7 separate regions of the Mus musculus genome follow, and all the other regions are linked to region 6. A link is a contact called in public ChIA-PET, HiCAR-type, HiChIP or PLAC-seq and promoter capture Hi-C data. All regions are on one chromosome and are shown on one strand. Each heading gives the region's core, a stretch centred on a gene start, on an enhancer-like site or on the middle of the called end of the contact. The rest is flanking DNA. Distances are from core to core; before and after follow the strand shown. Region 1 holds the start of Actr2 (ARP2 actin-related protein 2). Region 2 has its middle 22 kb from the start of Mdh1. Region 3 overlaps Gm12031 (a long non-coding RNA gene). Region 4 overlaps Spred2 (sprouty-related EVH1 domain containing 2). Region 5 overlaps Ugp2 (UDP-glucose pyrophosphorylase 2). Region 6 holds the start of Aftph (aftiphilin). Region 7 has its middle 87 kb from the start of Gm39602.

What was found. Promoter capture Hi-C pulls out the DNA fragments that hold promoters and counts their contacts. ChIA-PET counts read pairs in DNA pulled down with a chosen protein or histone mark. HiCAR-type assays count read pairs that join an accessible place to other places. HiChIP or PLAC-seq counts read pairs in DNA pulled down with a chosen protein or histone mark.
Region 1: an RNA polymerase II ChIA-PET map of memory CD8 T cells shows a contact between it and region 6, with 77 read pairs. The contact joins the promoter of Actr2 here to the promoter of Aftph in region 6. A contact is called at or near these places in 5 of 39 promoter capture datasets (cranial neural crest, erythroid cells, hippocampal neurons and 2 more), 2 of 484 Hi-C or Micro-C datasets (CD4 T cells and CD8 T cells), 7 of 115 datasets of contacts at active chromatin or transcription factors (the 230-238 cell line, astrocytes, effector CD8 T cells and 3 more) and 2 of 9 other capture datasets (adipose tissue and liver).
Region 2: a promoter capture Hi-C map of pre-B cells shows a contact between it and region 6, with 5 times the contacts expected there. The contact joins the enhancer-like site here to the promoter of Aftph in region 6. A contact is called at or near these places in 7 of 39 promoter capture datasets (the C10 cell line, embryonic stem cells, hippocampal neurons and 3 more), 3 of 484 Hi-C or Micro-C datasets (centrocytes, neutrophils and regulatory T cells), 5 of 115 datasets of contacts at active chromatin or transcription factors (bone marrow-derived macrophages, double positive thymocytes, effector CD8 T cells and 2 more) and 2 of 9 other capture datasets (liver and macrophages).
Region 3: a contact with region 6 is called in an H3K4me3 HiChIP or PLAC-seq map of bone marrow-derived macrophages, with 5 times the contacts expected there. The contact joins the enhancer-like site here to the promoter of Aftph in region 6. A contact is called at or near these places in 5 of 39 promoter capture datasets (the 3T3-L1 cell line, 3T3-L1-derived adipocytes, hippocampal neurons and 1 more) and 3 of 115 datasets of contacts at active chromatin or transcription factors (astrocytes, bone marrow-derived macrophages and large pre-B cells).
Region 4: a HiCAR-type map of astrocytes shows a contact between it and region 6, with 2.5 times the contacts expected there. The contact joins the enhancer-like site here to the promoter of Aftph in region 6. A contact is called at or near these places in 2 of 39 promoter capture datasets (cranial neural crest and hippocampal neurons), 2 of 115 datasets of contacts at active chromatin or transcription factors (astrocytes and memory CD8 T cells) and 1 of 9 other capture datasets (adipose tissue).
Region 5: a contact with region 6 is called in an RNA polymerase II ChIA-PET map of memory CD8 T cells, with 13 read pairs. The contact joins the enhancer-like site here to the promoter of Aftph in region 6. A contact is called at or near these places in 5 of 39 promoter capture datasets (HPC-7-derived erythroid cells, cranial neural crest, embryonic stem cells and 2 more) and 4 of 115 datasets of contacts at active chromatin or transcription factors (the 230-238 cell line, large pre-B cells and memory CD8 T cells).
Region 7: a promoter capture Hi-C map of hippocampal neurons shows a contact between it and region 6, with 5 times the contacts expected there. The contact joins the enhancer-like site here to the promoter of Aftph in region 6. A contact is called at or near these places in 3 of 39 promoter capture datasets (the C10 cell line, hippocampal neurons and pre-B cells), 3 of 484 Hi-C or Micro-C datasets (CD4 T cells, the G1E-ER4 cell line and myocytes) and 4 of 115 datasets of contacts at active chromatin or transcription factors (embryonic limb bud, large pre-B cells, pancreatic cancer cells and 1 more).

The regions. Positions count from the first base shown.
Region 1 is chr11:20,111,681-20,114,380 of GRCm38.p6, reverse strand. Actr2 (ARP2 actin-related protein 2) reads left to right here and starts at 1,430. Exons shown (of 9, transcript NM_146243.2): 1 at 1,430-1,576. The coding sequence starts at 1,529.
Region 2 is chr11:21,548,727-21,551,426 of GRCm38.p6, reverse strand. No RefSeq gene overlaps it. Among named protein-coding and RNA genes, the nearest start is that of Mdh1, 22 kb to the left of the region's middle. Within about 2 kb of position 1,431, at least 84 of the 459 cell types and tissues checked have an H3K27ac peak or open chromatin away from gene starts, as enhancers often do. A contact at or near this core is called in bone marrow-derived macrophages, centrocytes, liver and 4 more, where this site is marked.
Region 3 is chr11:20,167,817-20,170,516 of GRCm38.p6, reverse strand. All of the region lies in intron 3 of Gm12031 (a long non-coding RNA gene), which reads left to right. Among named protein-coding and RNA genes, the nearest start is that of Gm12031, 24 kb to the left of the region's middle. Within about 2 kb of position 1,381, at least 40 of the 459 cell types and tissues checked have an H3K27ac peak or open chromatin away from gene starts, as enhancers often do. A contact at or near this core is called in bone marrow-derived macrophages, where this site is marked.
Region 4 is chr11:19,982,142-19,984,841 of GRCm38.p6, reverse strand. All of the region lies in intron 1 of Spred2 (sprouty-related EVH1 domain containing 2), which reads right to left. Among named protein-coding and RNA genes, the nearest start is that of Gm39603, 53 kb to the left of the region's middle. Within about 2 kb of position 1,346, at least 33 of the 459 cell types and tissues checked have an H3K27ac peak or open chromatin away from gene starts, as enhancers often do. A contact at or near this core is called in astrocytes, where this site is marked.
Region 5 is chr11:21,331,731-21,334,430 of GRCm38.p6, reverse strand. It overlaps Ugp2 (UDP-glucose pyrophosphorylase 2), which reads left to right. Exons shown (of 10, transcript NM_139297.6): 4 at 621-806; 5 at 1,882-2,015. Among named protein-coding and RNA genes, the nearest start is that of Mir1933, 12 kb to the left of the region's middle. Within about 2 kb of position 1,285, at least 16 of the 459 cell types and tissues checked have an H3K27ac peak or open chromatin away from gene starts, as enhancers often do. A contact at or near this core is called in memory CD8 T cells, where this site is marked.
Region 6 is chr11:20,740,117-20,742,816 of GRCm38.p6, reverse strand. It overlaps Aftph (aftiphilin), which reads left to right and starts at 1,261. Exons shown (of 10, transcript NM_001290545.1): 1 at 1,261-1,511. It overlaps Gm46272 (predicted gene, 46272), which reads right to left and starts at 2,185. Exons shown (of 1, transcript NR_168691.1): 1 at 1-2,185.
Region 7 is chr11:19,828,490-19,831,189 of GRCm38.p6, reverse strand. No RefSeq gene overlaps it. Among named protein-coding and RNA genes, the nearest start is that of Gm39602, 87 kb to the right of the region's middle. Within about 2 kb of position 1,394, at least 77 of the 459 cell types and tissues checked have an H3K27ac peak or open chromatin away from gene starts, as enhancers often do. A contact at or near this core is called in hippocampal neurons and pancreatic cancer cells, where this site is marked.

The sequences.
Region 1 (2,700 bases), core at 181-2,680, 630 kb after region 6:
AAAATGTACAATAAAAGCAAATACACTCGAAGCCGGGCGTGGTAGCGCACGCCTTTAATCCCAGCACTTGGGAGGCAGAGGCAGGCGGATTTCTGAGTTCGAGGCCAGCCTGGTCTACAAAGTGAGTTCCAGGACAGCCAGGGCTATACAGAGAAACCCTGTCTCGAAAAACAAAAAAAAACCAACCAAACAAACAAAAGCAAACAAACAAAAAAGAATAAGTTTCTGTTTCTTAGGTCTGATGTAAACTGCAAAACAAGTTTTCAGCCTAGCTAAACTTGGGATTCACATGACATATACTCTGACCCTTGACTCTTCCCTTTCACTGTATCTAACAATTCGCTCACATCTCGCCCATAAAACGGACCTCAAGCGACCGGCAGCGGTGAGACAGGTGGTTGGCCAGTCCTGGTGTACCCCAAAATTGCTCCAATTGGACAATCATGGATTTGGTCTTTTTAACTTAATATTCTTAGTTTTAACACAAGGATAGACAATGCGACCCTGTCTCAGAAAACAAAACTAAACTAAAATTAAAGGAAAGAGTTTTGTTCTTTGTTTTCGAGAAAGGGTTTCTTTGTTGTAGCCTTGGCTGTCTTAGAACTAGCTCTGTAAATAGACCAGGCTGGCCAGGAATTCACAGAAATCCAACTGCCTCTACTTGTGTGCTGGGATTGAAAGCAAGTTCACCACTATGCGCTAAGTGAAAGCATTATCTTTCTTTTTTGACAGGGTTTCACTTTATAGCTCTGGCTGACCTGAAACTTGCTATGTAGACCAGGCTGGCCTCCAACTTAGAAATCCGTCTGCTTCTGCCTCCCAAGTGCTGGGATTAAAGGCGAACGCCAACAGTGCCCGGGTGCATATTCAATTTCTTAAAGAGGTGCGTGTAACACTTGTCCCTGTTTCCAAGGGAGGTTACAGAGGACCTCAATTTTAAAGTCTGCATTTGGCAACATGGTGAGTTCCTGTTTGAGAAAATCAAAGAGGGAAGTGGTGAAGCAGAAAGAAACGAAAGCATCCCGCCAGGCTCCTAGGGCTGCATGCAACTGGAGGTGTGGAATAAACCGGAGGTTTGAAACTTGTAGGTGTATCCACCCAGGCCTAGGAGCAATGACACATCATGCCTCGGGACCTCCAGGTGGCTTTCGGTCTTCCTAGCCGGCTGCTCCACCCTTCTCCACTGCCGTCCCGCCACACACCCTCCGGCCTTCACCTGCCTGCCTCCTGTACAGCCGGCCCGGCCGCGCCCTAGGTCCCGAGACAACTTGGTCAGAGCCGCCGCCCCACCAGCCAAGCGCAGCCCCGGAAGCAGAACGAGGCGAGAGGGCGCGCCCGGGTCCGCGCCGGACAGCTCTCATTGGCCTTCTCGGCTGCCAGTCCCCGCTCTTCTTTTCTCTCTCTGCACCGCCCTCTTGGAACGGCTGCCGGGCGGGGACTTCCGGTTTGGGCGGAGCGGCGGGCCGAGGGCGGGGCCGTGTGGAGGAGGAAGCAGGCCAGGCCGGGCGGCGGCTCACCAGGACGAACCATGGACAGCCAGGGCAGGAAGGTGGTGGTGTGCGACAACGGCACTGGGGTAAGGCCCGGCGGGGCGGCCGCGTGTGTGTGCGGGGTGCGCGCGGGCCCCTCGGCTGCGCGGCTGGGCTTCGGGGGCGCGGGCAGGCGCGCGGGCGGGCGAGCTCTCGGGGGGCGCCGGCCGGCCCGGAGCCGGTGGCCCGGAGCTAGGCTACCCGCGCTGCACCCGAAGGCGGCGGAACCTGTCCCCGCGCGCTCGCAAGCATCCGCCGGCGTGCCGAGAGATGGGTCTAGACGGTGAGAGGCCCTGTCCCTCGGTGGCGAGGAGGTCTCCATTTCCGAGGCTCGCCTGTGTTCGTCCATACAAGACCTAGCGGCCTTCCTCTTCCTGTGTAGCGAAAGATGCCGAATGCGAGGCAGGAAACGGGTTCCGCAGAGAAAAGAGGAAGTGCTGTCAGGCCCCGGGCCGCGGCTGGAGTCTGCCCCGGGAGAGCGTGTGGGCTGTCCTTGTCGTCTGTGGTTTTGAGAGAGGGGGATGGTCAGCAGCTCCTGCTTCACCTCTTGCTTTGCATGCCGCCCTATTATAGACCTAGGACCTCTCAAGTAAATTCTAGTGGGAAGTTGGATCATTTCTGGTTCCTCCTCTGCTTCATTTTTTTTTTCTGTTAAGTACAGGATAGACACGTTAGTCTTGAAGATGCTAAAAATGTCAAAATAAGCCTAAAGTTCTGATTCAGAAAACTCGTTGCAACTGGTTTCTTTCTATCCCCAGTTAAAAGGGTGGAGCATCAAAGTTCCAGTTTTGAAGATGCAACTGTTTCTGACTCCTTTAGCGATTTGCAACATTTTGTGACTTTTCTCCTCTCTGCCACAGAGACGACACACAAATTAAAATAGATTTTACTTGAATTACACCTTTGAAGCCAGATTGTTGAAAGGGGAAGGAGCTGGTATTCACTGCCATTATAGTGCCCTTGGTTGAATTTGTTACAAACTTTGACAATTATTGTACTAGCTTCATTTAAGCTAAATCTGGGCTAGAATAGGATAGGTAACAATACAAAGGGACATCCATACCACTGCTGTGGTAACAGCCCTAAGATTCAGTAACTTAAAGGTTTTTAAGCAACCCCATTTATGTGCTCATTAGAGATATTTATATTTGCAGACTTCATGAAGGGATAC
Region 2 (2,700 bases), core at 182-2,681, 810 kb before region 6:
AGATATCAATGTCCTGTTGAGAGGAAGATTCCTCAAAATGCTGAAGCCAGCGGTCAGAATAAAAACTCAGCCAGCGTGGAGTGGAGGGGAGATGCAGGAAGGCTTTGTGTGAAGGCTTTGTTTCCTGGGGATACTGTATCTTTGAACTTAATAGCTTAAGGGTAGGAGGATGCAATCTACACCTCATATAAATGCGTTTTATTGTATCCTCCCAATGCAGACAATGCAATTGAGCATGGTTACAAGTTATTAAGAATTTAACTGCCCAGATGCCTTTTCCCCTCTTTCTGAATCTATTTACTGCCATTGTCAAATGTTGATTATATTCTGTCTCCATATCTTAGATGGCGATCACAAGAGACACTGAAACCGTTTTTTCATTCAATACCCTTGAGGTCCAGTTGGCACAATTCCATATTCCCTTGGCTCACTTTGAAGAATGGGTACTGTGGCCCTTTCAAAATGTGTTACCCTTGAATTTTTACTTAAAATAGAGATAATCGTTTGTTTTAAATTGACTATAAGTTTTATGGTGTATATGCCTATTTTGTCCCGACCCATGTTAAAAATGTAAAATTAAGCACAACCGCTACCCAGTTACCCAGAATGCATCACTTTACTCTCTGAACCTTTCATTTTGTGGTACTGCTCCCTTCCCCCGACTTATGTTAGTCAGCAGGCCATTTTAGAAGGAAAGCACCCCCCACAATAATGGCTAGAGAAGACTTAAGCTTGCATCAGTATGCTGGATCATGGGTAACCCAGATAATATGAGAAAATTACTCGATCAGCATCCTCTTAACAGATCCTAATAGAGGGACTTTCAAGGCTCGGTCTCCTCCTCCCCTTCCTTCTCAGCAATCCGTCACACCCTTATGCTGCCATCATCTTTACAAAGCTCAATCCTGCTCAATGGGAGAAAAACTCGCATGGGACCTTCTGGCACATGTAATTGACCTACCCTTGGTCACATGCTGCTGTGTAGCAATACCCCCACTCTGAAGCTAACTGCTGGTGTTATTTCTTACATGATCTATGTCATACTTACTCAATTGTGACCAGCAGAGCAGTCAGGGCTATCTATAGCTCGTGCGCTCTCAATGCCTGACATAATGCTTTATGTCTGCTGAGGTTCTAGAATATTGATTTTATTTGAAAAGCATGGAAGTCCAGAGATAGTCAAATAGTACATTGTCTGACTGTTTCCAAAAAGAAAGGCTTCCTTGTGTTGGCTTTAATGAGCTGATTTTGTTTTCTACAGTGCTAATCTCAAAGTCTAGAACTCTTTGGTTTTCAACAGCAGTCCAGGCAAATGCCCTTTAGTTCAAAGTACAATGCTCATTTATCTTTAAACTTTTCTCAAGACTGTCATGACCTGGAGTTATGATAGTTAAGGTTTAACTAGTGACCTTTACTTTCTGGCCAGTGATTCAGCTAGAAAGACGCAAACTTTTAAGAAATACTGAAACTGAAACTGGTCGTGGCTGACTCTGTACACCCTGATAAGAGCTTCTCGGCCCACTGAGTAAGGCAGAGACCGACTAAGTCATGGCATAACAAAGAGTGCTGATGTTTACTTTCCAAGGAAGAAAAAAAAAATGGTATTTCCACTTTTTAACTTTCAAAAAAGAATTGCACATAATTATATTTAAAAAGAGATTACAGTGATATTGAGAATTATATCATAATCTAGCGTGATATGTTAGCTCCTGTTGCTATAAAAAAATACCTGAGATGATACACTGTATAAACAGTGTATTTTGGCTTACAGGTGCAGAGTATTTACAATCCATGATTAGTTGGTGTCATTGTTCTAGGCTATAATATACACATATATAGACACACATAAATACATACACATATATAAATAACAACTCTTTAAAAATAAAGTACAGGGCTGGAAAGATGGCTTAGGAATTAAGATCACGTGTTCTTGTAGAGAACCCTAGATCAATTCCCAGCACCCACATGGCAGCTCACAACTGTCCATAACTCCAATTTCAAGGACACTGATGGCCTCTTCGGACCCTCATGGGCACCAGGCACACATGTGATACACAAACATACATATAGGAAGACACTCAAACATAAAGTGAAACAAATAAATCTTTTAAAATGTTAACAACAACCAAGTGCCCATATCCATTCAGGGCCACAGGAAATGAGCAAGCACAACACTAGTGGAGGAGTATGAACGTTGCTATGGAAACTAACTAAAAAAAACAGAGCACTGTGAACTGCTAGGCCAAAATACAAAACTAATTATTTCAACAGAGAGTCAGAAATCATACAAAAACAGTAGAAATTTCTGTCCTTGAGCCCATTTATGTGAAGTGTTATATTTATTTATTGATGTGAGTTTTTACCCATGTACATTCCTGGAATTAGACCGACCTGATCATGGTAAAAGCTCTTTTTCAAGTTATCCTGAATTGGGTTTGCAAGTATTTTATTGAGAAATTTGCATTTATTTTCACTAAGGAACATGTATATTTCAGTGAGTTGTTGAACATTTGGTTGTGTGGCTATTTCCACAATCATGACACATCATCTCATGGCCTTTTCCATCAATTTCATTAGCCACCAACATAATTTCTGTCCATACAGTTTGTCCTTTCCAGAATTTTGTGTGGCTGACATTAAAAATACTGCCTTTCAGAATCTGGCTCCTTTTACCAGCAAAATGTTCTCGAGGTTCAT
Region 3 (2,700 bases), core at 132-2,631, 570 kb after region 6:
AGTGTGCAAGCCTCAAGTGTGCAGGTCTGTGAGAGTACAAGTGTGAAAGCGCATGAGTGTGCAGGCATGTGACTGAGCACTAAGAGGCCAGACATGCACATCTGGAATCCTCTAGTGTTCTCTCTTTACTCTGCTGCCTTGAGCCTGCCTGTTCCATGCTTTTTTCTCCTACACTATAATAAAACTGTCTTTGCCAGGCAGTGGTGGCACACGCCTTTAATCCCAGCACTTGGGAGGCAGAGGCAGGTAGATTTCTGAGTTCAAGGCTCGCCTGGTCTACAGAGTGAGTTCCAGGACAGCCAGGGCTATACAGAGAAACCCTGTCTCGAAAAACAAAACAAGAAAAAAAGCTGTCTTTAAGCTTTCTTTTGAGTCAGTTGTTAAATTATTTTATTAAAATTAATAATAAAAACTATGAGCCCTATTTTCCTCTGGTAACCTGGTTCATAATGTAGGGCTCCCCAGAGTTTCCAGTAACATCTCCTGTTGGTATTAGGACCTCTGAAACCCTTGAGGGACCTGCAGAACTGTTGCCAAGGCAACAGTGACCATATTCCCAGTATCCACTTGGCTCACCTCCTACCTTAATTCATCACCCATATATAAAGAAAGGGCCCTAGGCTGGTGAGATGGCTCAGTGGATAAGAGCACCAGACTGCTCTTCCAAAGGTCCTGAGTTCAAATCCCAGCAACCACATGGTGGCTCACAACCATCCATAATGAGATCTGACTCTCTCTACTAGAGTGTCTGAAGACAGCTACAGTGTACTTACATATAATAAATAAATAAATCTTATTAAAAAAAAAAAGAAAAGAAAAAAGAAAGGGCCCCAGATCTCTTTCTCTCTTTCCCCCTTCTCTTTCTGCCTCCACCTTGCCCCTCTCTCTCTTCCAATAAACCTCATGTGGAACTATTTGGCCTGGTGTTGTCCTTCTGAAGTCCTGTGATGTTCAAGATCACAACACCTCCACTTCCCAAGTACTGAGATTATAGGCCTTTAACACCAAAGCTGGCTGGATTAGGCCTTTAAAAAAATCTGTTGACAAGTTCAAAAATGTACACAATGCATCTTGATTATAACCACCTCCCATTCCCTCGGGGTCATCCAACATATTCCTTCCCAACTTTTAACGTTTTCTCTTTCAAGTCCAGTGCCCACATACACATTGGTGTGGGGTCACCCCTTGGAGTGTGAGCAACCTACAAATGGCCATCCCGACCCCTGCCGCTAGACAACGGAAAAGGAGAGGATTCTGACTTTAATCCATCCAGATTCTCGTAAATTCTACCGCATTCTTTCAAGTGCAGGAAGTGGCGAGTGAAATCGCAGAGTTGACATGAGGTCTGCAAATTGCAACATACAAGGAGAAAAAAAAAGAGAAGCGAGACACCATCCCTCGCAGAAGAGGCTCTTCACCAGCTAGTGAAAAACCAGAGCTGAGCTGGTCAGTGGTGTGAAGTCTTTATCCCAGCACTTGGGAGACAGCGGCAGGATCTCTGAGTTTCAGGCCAGCCTGGTCTATAGAGCGAGTACAGGACAGCCAGGGCTACACAGAGAAACCCTATCTTGGAAAACAACAACAACAACAAAAATACAAAAATTAATTTAAAAAAAAGAAGAAAGAAGCTGGAATGAAGAAAAAGTACAGTGTGGATTTACTAGGAATCCCATGTCTAATTTGTGGTTCACCTTTTCCTTTAGACTTAGCGAGCAGCTTCTACAGGGGCACAATAAGTATGTAAATCAGTAAACATCACTGACACACACAGCACTCCAGTATGAATTTTGTATTTTAAACAAGTTTTGGAGCCTGGTAGGGTGTCACATGCCAGTGTCTAGCACCCAGGAGGAGACATTCAGAGGCAGGAGGATTCCCACAAATTCAAGGCCACTGTAGTCTATGCAGTAGTATCTTTCTTCTTTGTTTTGTTTTGTTTTTGTTTGTGTTTTCAAGACAAGGTCTCACTATGTAGCCCTGGCTGTCCTAGAACTCACTGTGTAGACCAGACTGGCCTAGAACTCACAGAGATCCACCTGACTCAGCTTTCAGTGTGCTGGGATCAAAGGCATGTACCACTTTACCTGGCTGTGTGTGTAACAATTTCTAACTAAGTCACTCTGGGCTGCAAGGTGAGACCATGCCTCAAAAAAAGTATGTTTTGTTTTTTGATTAAGTTCAATTTATGGTCTGTCACATTCAAATCATAGGATTGGACTAGCAGTCAGCTGACAGAGTGCTTACCCTGCATGCATAAAGTCCTGACTTCCACTCCCAGCACTGCTTAAACCAAGCAAGGTAGTGCAGCCCTAGAATCCCAGCCTTCACAAAGGGGAGGCAGAGAAGTAAGAAGTCAAGGCCATCATCTGATATATAATGAGTTTAAAGCACTATGGGAGTCATGAGGCTGTCTTAAAACACTCCTGTATAAGGAAATTGGGTAGTGTGTTAGAAGCTGGTAGGGACATTCTGGAGAAAGAGAAAGGTTAGGAGGAGCAATACATGCAGAAAGTTGCAGTCTTAAGGGTAGGCTTTATTGAGTCCTAACTTGAGACTTGAAGCCAAGCACAGAGACACATACTGGTGTCTGTCTTTGCTGGAGGCAGGAGAATCACTTGAGCACAGGAGTTTAGGATCAGCTGAGGGAACCTAGCAAGCCCCCCATCTCAAAAATAAATAATAGGGCCCGAGAGATGGCTC
Region 4 (2,700 bases), core at 97-2,596, 760 kb after region 6:
CGGGAGGCAGAGGCAGGTAGACTCTGAGTTCGAAGCCAGCCTGGTCTACAGTGAGTTCCAGGGCTACACAGGGAAACCCTGTGTCTTAAAAAAGAAGGAGGAGGAGGAGGAGAAGTCATTGCACCATCCATTCTATTTATATTATTATCTAAAAGCCATGGAAACAGAGTAGTATGGTGGCTGTCCTGGGCCGGGGAAGAGAGTCAACCACCGTGCCTGGAGTTTCGGTTTTGCAAGGTGAAATGTTCTAGAGATCTAGAATGCACAGAATCAGTGTCACTTTAGCATACACTAAGCAGTTGCTAAAAAATATTGGGGTGAAAAAAACCACTGATTTGTGTGCATGGGGGAGGGGTGTTATGTCACAGTGCAGATGTGGAGGTCAAAGGGCAACCCCCACGAATCCATCCTCAGGCTTAATGACAAGCGTCTTGATTTGCTGAGCCCTCTCACTGGCCCTGTATCCTGGTTTCTGCCACATGAGAAGGGGGTACCTTGAGAAGTAAGGGAGCCACTTGAACTGGGTTCAGGAAGTCTGGGTTGCATGCAGGAACACTCCCAAAGCCTGAAGGAGTGAGCATCACCACTGACAAAAGGTAACAGTCGGCGCATGCGCAGGACCCTCTCCAGGCGCTGCTTCCAATGCTTAAGGCCCGTTACTCTGCTCTTCTGCGTGCAAGGCAGGTCACACACAGCTCAAACCTCTTAAGTACTGGCTTTACTGACAGAAAATGGCGTTTCTTATAATATCATCTCAAAACATCAGACGAGTTAAATAGAACAGTGTACCCCCAAACTCTGAGACAACATTCTAAAAAGAAAAAAAAGGAAGGCTAACTTATCTTTATGGGTAAATCGCATGCATATCACATGTGTGTCCACAAATTCCCTGGCACTGGAGTTACTGAAGGTTGTGAGTCTCCATGTGGGTGCTGGGAACCAAACCTGGGTCATCAGCAAAAGCAGGTGGTGCTCTTAAATACTGAGCCTCTGAACACTGAACAGTCTATATACAATGCAACACACACACACACACACACACACACACACACACACACACACCGGGATATTTTTATGATTAGACCCTTTTTATTTCTTCTGATCTCAGTTTTGAAGATTACTAAAAACAATTACAAGAGTTTTCTAACACTTCCATTTCTTCTCCATGGGAGTTAGCCATGTTTTTAATATTACTCAAGGCAGGAAAAAAAGGGACTGGCTTGATTTCCCCCCCCCTTTGGAACAAGTTCCTGCCAGATTCTGCACACTGCAGCTCTCCGGCGATGTGATGAGAACACATGCCCACCCACAGACACTAACTTTGCTCCTCACCCTCCCTGAGCAGCCTGTGACACATGCTGCTGTGCTCAGCGGATGGAATTCAAGAGCCCCAGTCAAGCAGCAGGGCCCAGGGGGCCAGAGCAATGGCAGGCAGGCAACCGAGGAAGCAAGTGTTTATAAATGAGGAGAGGAAGAGGGGAAGAAAGGGAGGGAGAGAAAAGGGGAGGAGGGAGAGGAGGACAAGAGCAGGGGGGTGGTAGGAAGCACAGAGAGGGGCAGAGAGAGTGTTTCCATTCTTTACAATTGCATGATTTACCTCTTGATTGGAATCTAAATACAGCATCTCACTGAGATTTCTCCCATAATGACCTCAGAAGACAGCAAGAACAGCCGAATCCCAGCACCACTCCCAGAAGGCATAGCGAGGAAGGGTCCACTTACAATCCAAGTCAAAAGCTTTCAAAAGAGAACTGAGGTGCCAGCCTCCTTCTGAAGTATTGGCTTTCTCTATGGTTCTCATGAGCCACAAGGAAATGGTACTTACAACTCAACTCATGTGCATGGCTCCCCTGGCTGCCCCACTTTCAACGCCAAGGCACTCTAGGTGTTAACGCACTGAACTGCCAGCAAGCTAATGCCCAGCAAAAGGAACAGTCCACAGTAGCTAGATAAGAGAGGGCACGTATCCGTTTATACTTCAGAGGGAGGCTTGTGGCTTAAGAAATTTACTCTATGCTTGTCTCTGGCTTCTCTGAGCTAAACAGAAAACCTACAATTTCCAAATAATGACAAAAATTCGTGTGTGCTCCAGACATTGGACAAGTGTGACACAGGCAATGCACGGGTAAAGCCTCTGGTGGGAGCCAGCCATGTTCTCAGCACACACTCTCATACATGTGAACAGCAGGAGCAGGCTGCAGACTCCAGAAACAGGACTCTCAAAAGCACGTGAGTATTTTTAAATGTTGGCAGCTGGTCTATAGTGATTTTAAATTAGCTTGTTTTTATGAAATAGTTACTGAATTCATATAGCTGTAATAGATCCTAAAAAGAGGAGTCTTCCAAACAGCTAAAAACTGGGAAGCTGTCTGTTCCACTAAGATACCATGGACACTATGGTCTCTTAGGATGAATGAACTCCATGACTGACACCTCCCAAGACACAGAGCGGAAAAGCACGTCTTTTGTCTACGGTTACGTCACTTGGCTGGGTTCAGAAAGCGTGGTTATCAAAACCACCATCAGCTGGATTTTGGAGTAGAGCATTCTTTCAGCAACCAAAGTTAAAAGAGGGCTGGGCCTGGGTCCAAGTGCATACACATGTGAGTGCCTAGCCCATGCCTCGCACATCAAAGGCCTCAAGTTCAATCAATATCCACTGACTACTTCTAAGCTGAAGAATAAGACCTTTAGTAGCAG
Region 5 (2,700 bases), core at 36-2,535, 590 kb before region 6:
TAGACAGGAGGTAGGGTTGGCTTCCCCAGCTCCAGCCTTCACACTGCTCCCTTCTCAGGGCGTTTCTTAGAACGAGGATGTATAATTTTCCAGTGCAAGGTTTTATAAAATGACACCCTACACTTACGTTTTTGAGGAAGGAGCTGTGCTGTGCATACCTAGAATTGTGACTGCAAGCCTGTGCCGCTTGCCTCTCAAGGGTCATCTTACAACTGAAGACGACAAACACAAGTGCATGTTGCTTTTTGCCTCCCATGTAGGAGAAATAATGTATAATTAATATATATTATTCTCCAGAATTGAAGTAGAATATAATGCACCTGAACTACGTAGACTTGACCAAGTTGATATTTTGATTAAAATTGGAAATAGTTTCTTAAGGTAATTCAAGATTTAGACATTCATACCAGTCAGACCAGTGTTTGTGCACTGTACTTCCACTGTAGTTAAGTAGCCACTGAGCTACAACTCTGCAAGGGAAGCTGCCTGTGTGGACTTGTTGGGACTTTATATTTGAGAGACCAAAAGTTTTAAGGGATCATAGACGTAACCTTGAGATTGATTTGCTTTATCTTGCAAAGCTATGAAGTTGCCATCTCTAATTTAATATTTTCTTTCAGATTCAACCCTATGAAAAGATAAAAGCCAGAGGCTTGCCTGATAACATATCTTCTGTGTTGAACAAGTTGGTGGTAGTGAAACTCAATGGTGGTTTGGGAACCAGCATGGGCTGCAAAGGCCCTAAAAGTCTGATTGGTGTAAGAAATGAGAACACCTTTTTGGATCTAACTGTTCAGCAAATTGAAGTGAGTAGCATGTAACCTTTCACATAAGATACGAAAGTAGATTTAGTGTTTACATTATAAAGTGCTAGTGCTAGTTAACAGATTGCGATTTTGTTTCCGTGTTAGTGTGTGGGGTTGGGACACTGTAAGGACGTATTCTTAAGATGCAGAAGCTCAGCCCTCTGTAAATACTTTGTACTGCAGCCTTCCTGACCCTGCGCTTTTCTGGCTTAATCCGTTTTGAGAGGCTGTAGAGGGTGTTCTCATCCTCGTCTGGTTGGACGGCATGGATGCTAAGAACTGTTCTTGGCTTCCTTCTTTGACAAAGTTATCAATTGTCGACCTCATGGGACAGAGGTCCCATGTCTTTTGCATGTCTTCTTCCTTTGCCTGATGTGGTGCTGACAGCTACCAATCATAATAGCAGCAGTGGCAGCTAACATGTATCCAGCATTTACTGTGTACCAGGTTTTCTAAGTGCCTTCCCCAAAATGACTCATTTGTTCCTCTCAGCAATTCACAAGTACTGCTCTCCCCATTTTATGCATGAGGATGGGCAATAAGCTCTAAGTAATAAAGTAAAACCAAAACTGAAAGCTAAGCGCCATCTTCTCCGACTTATTGCCTTAGCTCTTTTGAGAAACTGAGAAGATTGAAGTGCTACTGCTGAGTTTGAAATGCCTGAGAAGAGGAAACCGTGACTTTGTAACTTTGTATCCTCATCTCCACAGAGCTGGAAGACAAGAGCAGATGCATAGCCAGCACTTGTCTACCTTTAGGCCATAGAGGACTGCTGACTACATGCTCAGCTCCAGTAGGGATTGCCCTGGGCAACTGAATCTGCGCCTCAGCTAAGTTAGCCATGAAATGAAGACAGTGGCTCTCTTTCAAAGGGTCATGGTTTACCGAATGAGTTCATGATAAATTGCTTAGCTACATAGCCATGTAAAATGTATGTATATATATGTAAATATAAATCCAGAGAGCACTAGAGGTCAGGTTTTAAACGTTTTATGATTAACCATTCAAGAGTGGTTTTATGTATTAAGTCAGAGAATGTGAGTCTGGATGACCTGATTGTCGTTCTCCTCTTTAGCATTTGAACAAAACCTATAATACAGATGTTCCTCTCGTTTTAATGAATTCTTTTAACACGGATGAAGATACCAAAAAAATACTCCAGAAGTACAATCACTGTCGTGTGAAAATCTACACCTTCAATCAAAGCAGGTACCAGAAATAAAAATAATTAGCTGGTGGGATTGTGGCTCCACGGAGTTCCATTCTTTGGTGCAAACATGGTTCCTCATTGCAGCCCAAGGTCAAGTCATGCAAGAACTGATGTCCTTAAAGCTAAATACAGGCTTATCAATAGGTGATGGTTATAAACTTTGGTTTTATAATTTCTACTCCTCAGAGAATCTGCTTGAGATCTTATTCTAAGTCCCAAATATTTCAGGACAGTTTATAAAAAGCCTTTGCATGTTAAGGTCTCTGGTTAGGTAGATGACTTCCTGCAAACCACAGTACTGAAAGCCTTTCCTATGGGAGGAAGGTTCTTCACCCTGAATAGATAGCTCTGTGGAAATTAAGTAAGCTTTGGAGAGAAGCATCTACTCTGGGGTGGGTGGGGGGTAGTGAGTAGAAAGGAATTCGGGTGACTTGGGGAACAGGCTTTCTATTTAGGGGTAGACAGCAGCCTACAGAAACTTTTTGGAAATTGTTGGAAATGGTATATCTAAAGTTGGATCATTAGTTTGTTGGTATTTTAAAATTTGCCCCCACTCCAGCATCATAGTGTTTGTTGCCTGACTCCTAGAAGGCTGTCTGTGTGCGTATGAGCTCTTTCCTGCTTCCCTTTACTTTGTCAACTCTCACCCATGCACAGACATGCATGCAAAATGGAGGGAAGCAT
Region 6 (2,700 bases), core at 12-2,511:
AGCAGGGGGCGAAATACAAAAGGAATAAATTTGACAAGCCATATAGATTTTTCTCACTTCAGTGACTGGCCAATAACAAAAATATTCAGCATAACCACAAAGCAGCAATGCAGTCTCTGTTATCTTGCAATGACTGAATTGTGAGGAGACAAATGAGGGTCTATTTTAGTTCTTCAAGTTAATTTGTCTAGAACATTGCAGAGGCAGGATAAACCATGATGAATTGCTATTGTCCTTATCTTTTTCAACGTGTGTAATTCCTCCAGTCAAAGGGCTAGACAGTTCTCTGAGATGACGGGTGTTTTCAGTCCTTGTTCCTTTCGGTTACTGCTGAGCTTTGCGGTTTGGGAACTATTTTAAATAATTCAGCGTGGGCAGAAAGAGAACCCGGCAGGGCTCAGGGTTTGTAGGGTAGAGTCCAGGGTTCACCGTCTGAGACAGGAATAAAAATCCTGCAGCTTTGTCTGAGTTTTACAGTGGAATGGTTTCTAACAGAGTCATAATAAAGGACGGGGAGATGTTATTAAAAAAAGACCAATTGCTCAGGAACCGATGGAAACAAAAACCTCTTATGACCTCTATTGTATAGAATCGCTCAAATGCACAAGTTGATTGGAAAGATGTATGAAAATGATCATCTTCTCCAAACACCAACACAATTCTGGACTGATTTTTGTAGAAGACCATTTGTTAGTTTGCCTGCTGACTTCTCGTCTTAAGTAGGACAATCACTTCTCGTTTGTTAAATAACAGCTTCCTCTTTTGTTGGCTTACATAAAAAGGGAAGGGAATGAAAGTCTTTTATTCCGGGCAAAAAGGACAAGCTGCTGAATGTTGTCCAGCCGGTTTTTCAGCAGAGATCTGGTTCCGTATTTCCATACGTCTGCAGTTTTATTCCAAGGCGGAACTTAACCCTCTCCCCGGCTCATCGGGAAAGTACTGGGCGGAGAGAAGCTCAGGTCTGTGGCCCGGAGCGCTGCCTCAGAGGGTCGGGAGGGGAGGGAGGACGTCCCCAGCCCACACTTCAGTGAGTACGGAAAAAAGACCGTTTGCCCGCAACCAAAATGGCGAACGTCGTTCCACACGACGGCGCCTGCGCAGAAGTAAGAAGTCTGTGACACTAATTCCCCTGGAGTGTCCTCCCCCACCCCGGCACCCACCAGCGCCCGGCCCCGACCTAGCCACCTGCGCCCGGAAGTGACGTATGGACAGCAGCGGTTCCCCGCTGCATGATGGGAGAGTGTGTGGAGTGGGCGGGGGTCTCCGCGGAGGAGGAGGAGGCGGAGGCGGCGGCGGCGGCGGAAGAGGGCGGAGGGTAGTGGGATGGGGGTCCCGCGGCAGCGCTGAAACTCCGGGTGGGCGTCCATGGCGCCGCGCCGCTGACAGGGCTGGGAACAGCTCCCCTTCCGCCCTCACCAGCTCAGCGTCCGAGTAACCGGTCCTTCCCCGGGGAGCCAGTTCCTCCCCGGGCCGCCGAGCCATGCCCATCGCGGCCGCCCGGGACGAGCCAGGTGAGTGCTGCCGCCGCGCTCCCGGGGTGCGGAGGACCCGGCCCGGCTAGTCGCCCCGGCCTGGAGCGCCTGCCCGCGTCGGCCCGCGTGCGGGCCTGCGAGCTCCGGCGCGGGCTCTGCTCTTCTCCGCGGGTGCGGAACGCCGCTGGCAGCGCCCGAAGCCGAGTGGCACGGCGCTCGGCATCCCAGGCTCGGCCGAGGAGAGCCAGCCGTGCCCTCCCGGCCGCCGTGGCCCGCCCTGCCTCTCGCCGTCCACCCGCCCCGAGCTGCGCGCCGGGGTTCCCTCCCGGCCGCTGTGTAGAAGTTTGGGGCTCCGCTCCGGCGTCCTCCTGCTCCCACCTCCCTCGTGACAGGTGTAAACACTGTCTGCCTCGCGGAGGCCCGAGGCCGGCTGCTGCAGGACTGTGCCGCCTCGAAGGGTCTCTGAATGCTCCAACGGACAGAGACGGCCCAGAGCTGTGTCCCTTGCGGAGAGGACCTTTTAGGCACTCCTCAGGAAATTATCTGTGTCTTCTCCCTCCTTGCGTCCGAAAGTTGAGCCATTATTCTTTAAGCTCCCGACGTGGCAGGTGCTGCCGGGGACAGAGGGTGAACGGTGGTGGGTTCTTTTTCCCTTTGGAAACGGAGACTAGTTGTGCTTCCTACCGCCCCCACCTTGTTGGTTTATTCAAGTTATAGCGTGATGTCCCTCTGAATCTGAATCTGTTGCGGTTGAGGAAAGAACTGACTCATACATGTAAATATTAACGGGGAGGGGGCAGGGAGCGTCAAAGGAGCGTTGGTTCTGTTTCAGAGTTCTTACTAAAAGAAGTAAAACTTTACTCAAACTTCAGGGCATAAATATCTTTCACGAGGTGTTTTTTTTGCGGGGGGGGGATAGTGGTGGGGATAGGAACTTTGGAAAGGTTCAAATCAGATTTTACATTTGTTGAACTATTAGAGAAATATATACTAAACTCTAGGGGGAACTCTGCTTCAACTCTAATGCGTTGATATAAGCAGCCTAGTTTACCATATTTTATAAGTTTCTAAACGTTGGCATTTGTAGGGATCATTTTTAACACTCTCCAGAAGTGTATTTGTTAAAACAAAGTACCTATGGTAGCCATATACATGGATATCTCTCACACGAATAGCAAGTTAGATCCAGCATTGTAATTTCTAGATCAGTAAATAGCACTTACTAGAT
Region 7 (2,700 bases), core at 145-2,644, 910 kb after region 6:
ATCTGACACCCTCAGACAGACATACATGGAGGGAAAACACCAACACACATAAAATAAAGATAAATAAAAAAATTTAAAAAGAGGAAAAAAAAAATTAAATCAAGCATTACCACCACTACCAACCCCTCCCCCAACCCCCACAACAGAAAACCAAGACGGCAAAGATCTGAAAGTCTTTTCATGTTTGCCAAATTTCTATTGTGTTAAAACAAGTTGCCAAAGATTCCAGGGTTCTCCAGAATTTCTGTTCACCAGAGTTCCGAAAATACTGGATTATTAGTTTGAGCTCAGCTACTTCGCCTGTTTGGTAGCCAGCGCTATAAGCAGAGGCACAAACAGGCGCGCTGGCTCCCTCTCGTGGACAGCATGGAGAAGACACGAGAAGAAAAGGGTGTAGAATCCCAAAGCAGTGTTTCACTGAAATAGACCCAAGCGATGTGGTCTGTAAACCAGCGTCTGAGGAAGTGTTGCATTTTGCTGGATAAGGTAAAAAGGACGGTCCACTGGAGGGGGGTTGTAAGACTTATAAACGGAATGTGCAGGTAGTGAACCAACAAGCGTCAGCCACTTGTTCAGCTCAACCGCAGTAAATGTTCCTGTGAGGGGAAATTCCCAAAACCAAACCCCATAGGGATCTTTCTCCTCCCTCTGTCGTCTCACAATTGGGAGACGCAAAGGGGATGCCAGAGTTCCCTCCGACCAGGGATCCCCAGTATAGCTTGGTCCCACCTTAGCATCATGGGGCTGCCTGGGCAGGAGCATGGGACCCCATGTCTCTAGCTCATTTCCTGTCAGGTGTTCTACTTAAGCCATCCAGCAGCCCTAGAGGGCTTCCAGGCCTCTCTGCCAAATCGAAGAGACTGTGTGCTCAGGGAGATTGGTTGAGGTCTCAGGCTTTTTCTCTCAAAAGGCCCGTGGGGGCGTGAGGTGGGGGAGGTGTTCTTGCTCACCTGTCTGACATTCTCTTTTGTGGTCTCTAGGTTGTTTTTGTCTTAGTTTTCTTTCAATACTTGGCCTCTTGTAGTCCAGGGTAGTCTCAACCTAGGTAGGCAGTAGAAGATGCCCCTCCCTCCTTCCTGCCTGCCTGCTGGGGTTACAGGTTCCTGCTCTTTTGTTTAGATGGTAAAGAGGCAGAAATATTTCTAAGTACTAGGACAGCTCATGATAGTGGCACTCACGAGTACCCAAGATCCATCTGCCTCCCGACTTAGTGTGGAGGTCACTTACTCCAGAAAGACCCCCGTTGAGTCCCCCAGGCACCATGAGGCAATTCTGTCATGATTCTGTGGGAGAGGAGGCATTCTAGAGGAAGTGATAATGTGAACAAGCTGAGCTCTCTGGTTAGCTGCCGGCAGCTGCCTGTGAGGATGATCTGTCCTCTCAGCTCCCTGCTGAGACAGGGCCCTGCCTCCCTGCTTTGGGTGTGTCAGCCCAGAATGCCTTCCAGGGGCTGTAGGGGCCTTCCCCAGCTTCTCCCTGCCTAAATGCCACTGCGGTGCTGTGCCTGCAAGCCTCCAGCTGAGGAACGAGCTCCTTTGGGGTGGGTGGATGCCAGGGCTGGATCATGTGCAGGCAGGCAGAGAGGCGCATGGATGCAGGAGAGAAGGAGGTGGCTGATAATGGGCAGTGGGCAGGGGAATGGGGAATGAGGAGGTGTGGGAGAGGCCTGATGACCCGCAGTCAGGTTTAGCCAGGTGGAGGAAGAGGGCCTGCTGGGGAAGGACTTTGAAGGAGTAGATACCTGGAGGTCAACTCTGCAGCCTAGCCTGCGGCCACTTGGAGTCACTTCTTACCACTTCATTGGCTGACCAGAGCTCCAGGCCTCCAGGCAGCAGCTGTGTCGTGGGTCCCCTGCTTGACCCTAGGGTTTCAGGGAAAGCTTCCCATAATGAAATTCTGGGCTGAGTTTCAAGAATGAGAAAGGATGTTCCAGGGAAATAGAGCACCCTACTTAGATGTGGGCAGGAAGGACCCTGCCTGTGTGCTAGGCTGCGGAGGGCATGCCACGCCTCTGGGATGTGAAGTCTGCAGAACTGTGAGTGGGCACATTCCAGCCCAGCTACCCGTCGGGGAGCCCTGGAAGCTTGAGGGTTGGTGCTTGGAGTGAGGAAGGACAATAGTCGCAAATGTCACGTGGTCATCGAAGAGGCCCAGAGTGTCCAGAGCCCTGCAGTTCCTAACATTACAAGGGACATCCTGTGCCAGCAATTTCAGTGGATAGTGAGGCAGGCCCCCAGGGGTCAGTGGAGACAGGAGGTCAGAAGGAGGAAGCAGAGAGCAAAGACAACCAAGACGAGATCAACTCTCAACAATGGGCTAACAGGATTAAAACAAAACAAAACAAAACAAAACAAAACAAAACAAAACAAAACAAAACAAAACAAAACAAAACACCAGAAACAAAACAAACAAAACCTCAGTGGAGAAGGAGGACCAGAGGCAGAGGGGGCTGTGTCAGCTCTCTGATGTATTTAATGGAATTATGAAGTGTATGTGTTTAAAGAAAGCAAATGATGTAGTAAGTGATGTTCAGATGAAAACCAAACTTTAGAGCAAAGTGGGAAGTCAGGAAGAGGGCCAATGGTGGTCACAGCCAGCCAAGGCCCACTACTCTAGGGTCAGAGAGGATGTGGAGTGACAAGGCAGGCAGGCTCCCTGTCCATTTCCTGGTGGGACTAGAGGTAAGGGCAGAGAGCGAGG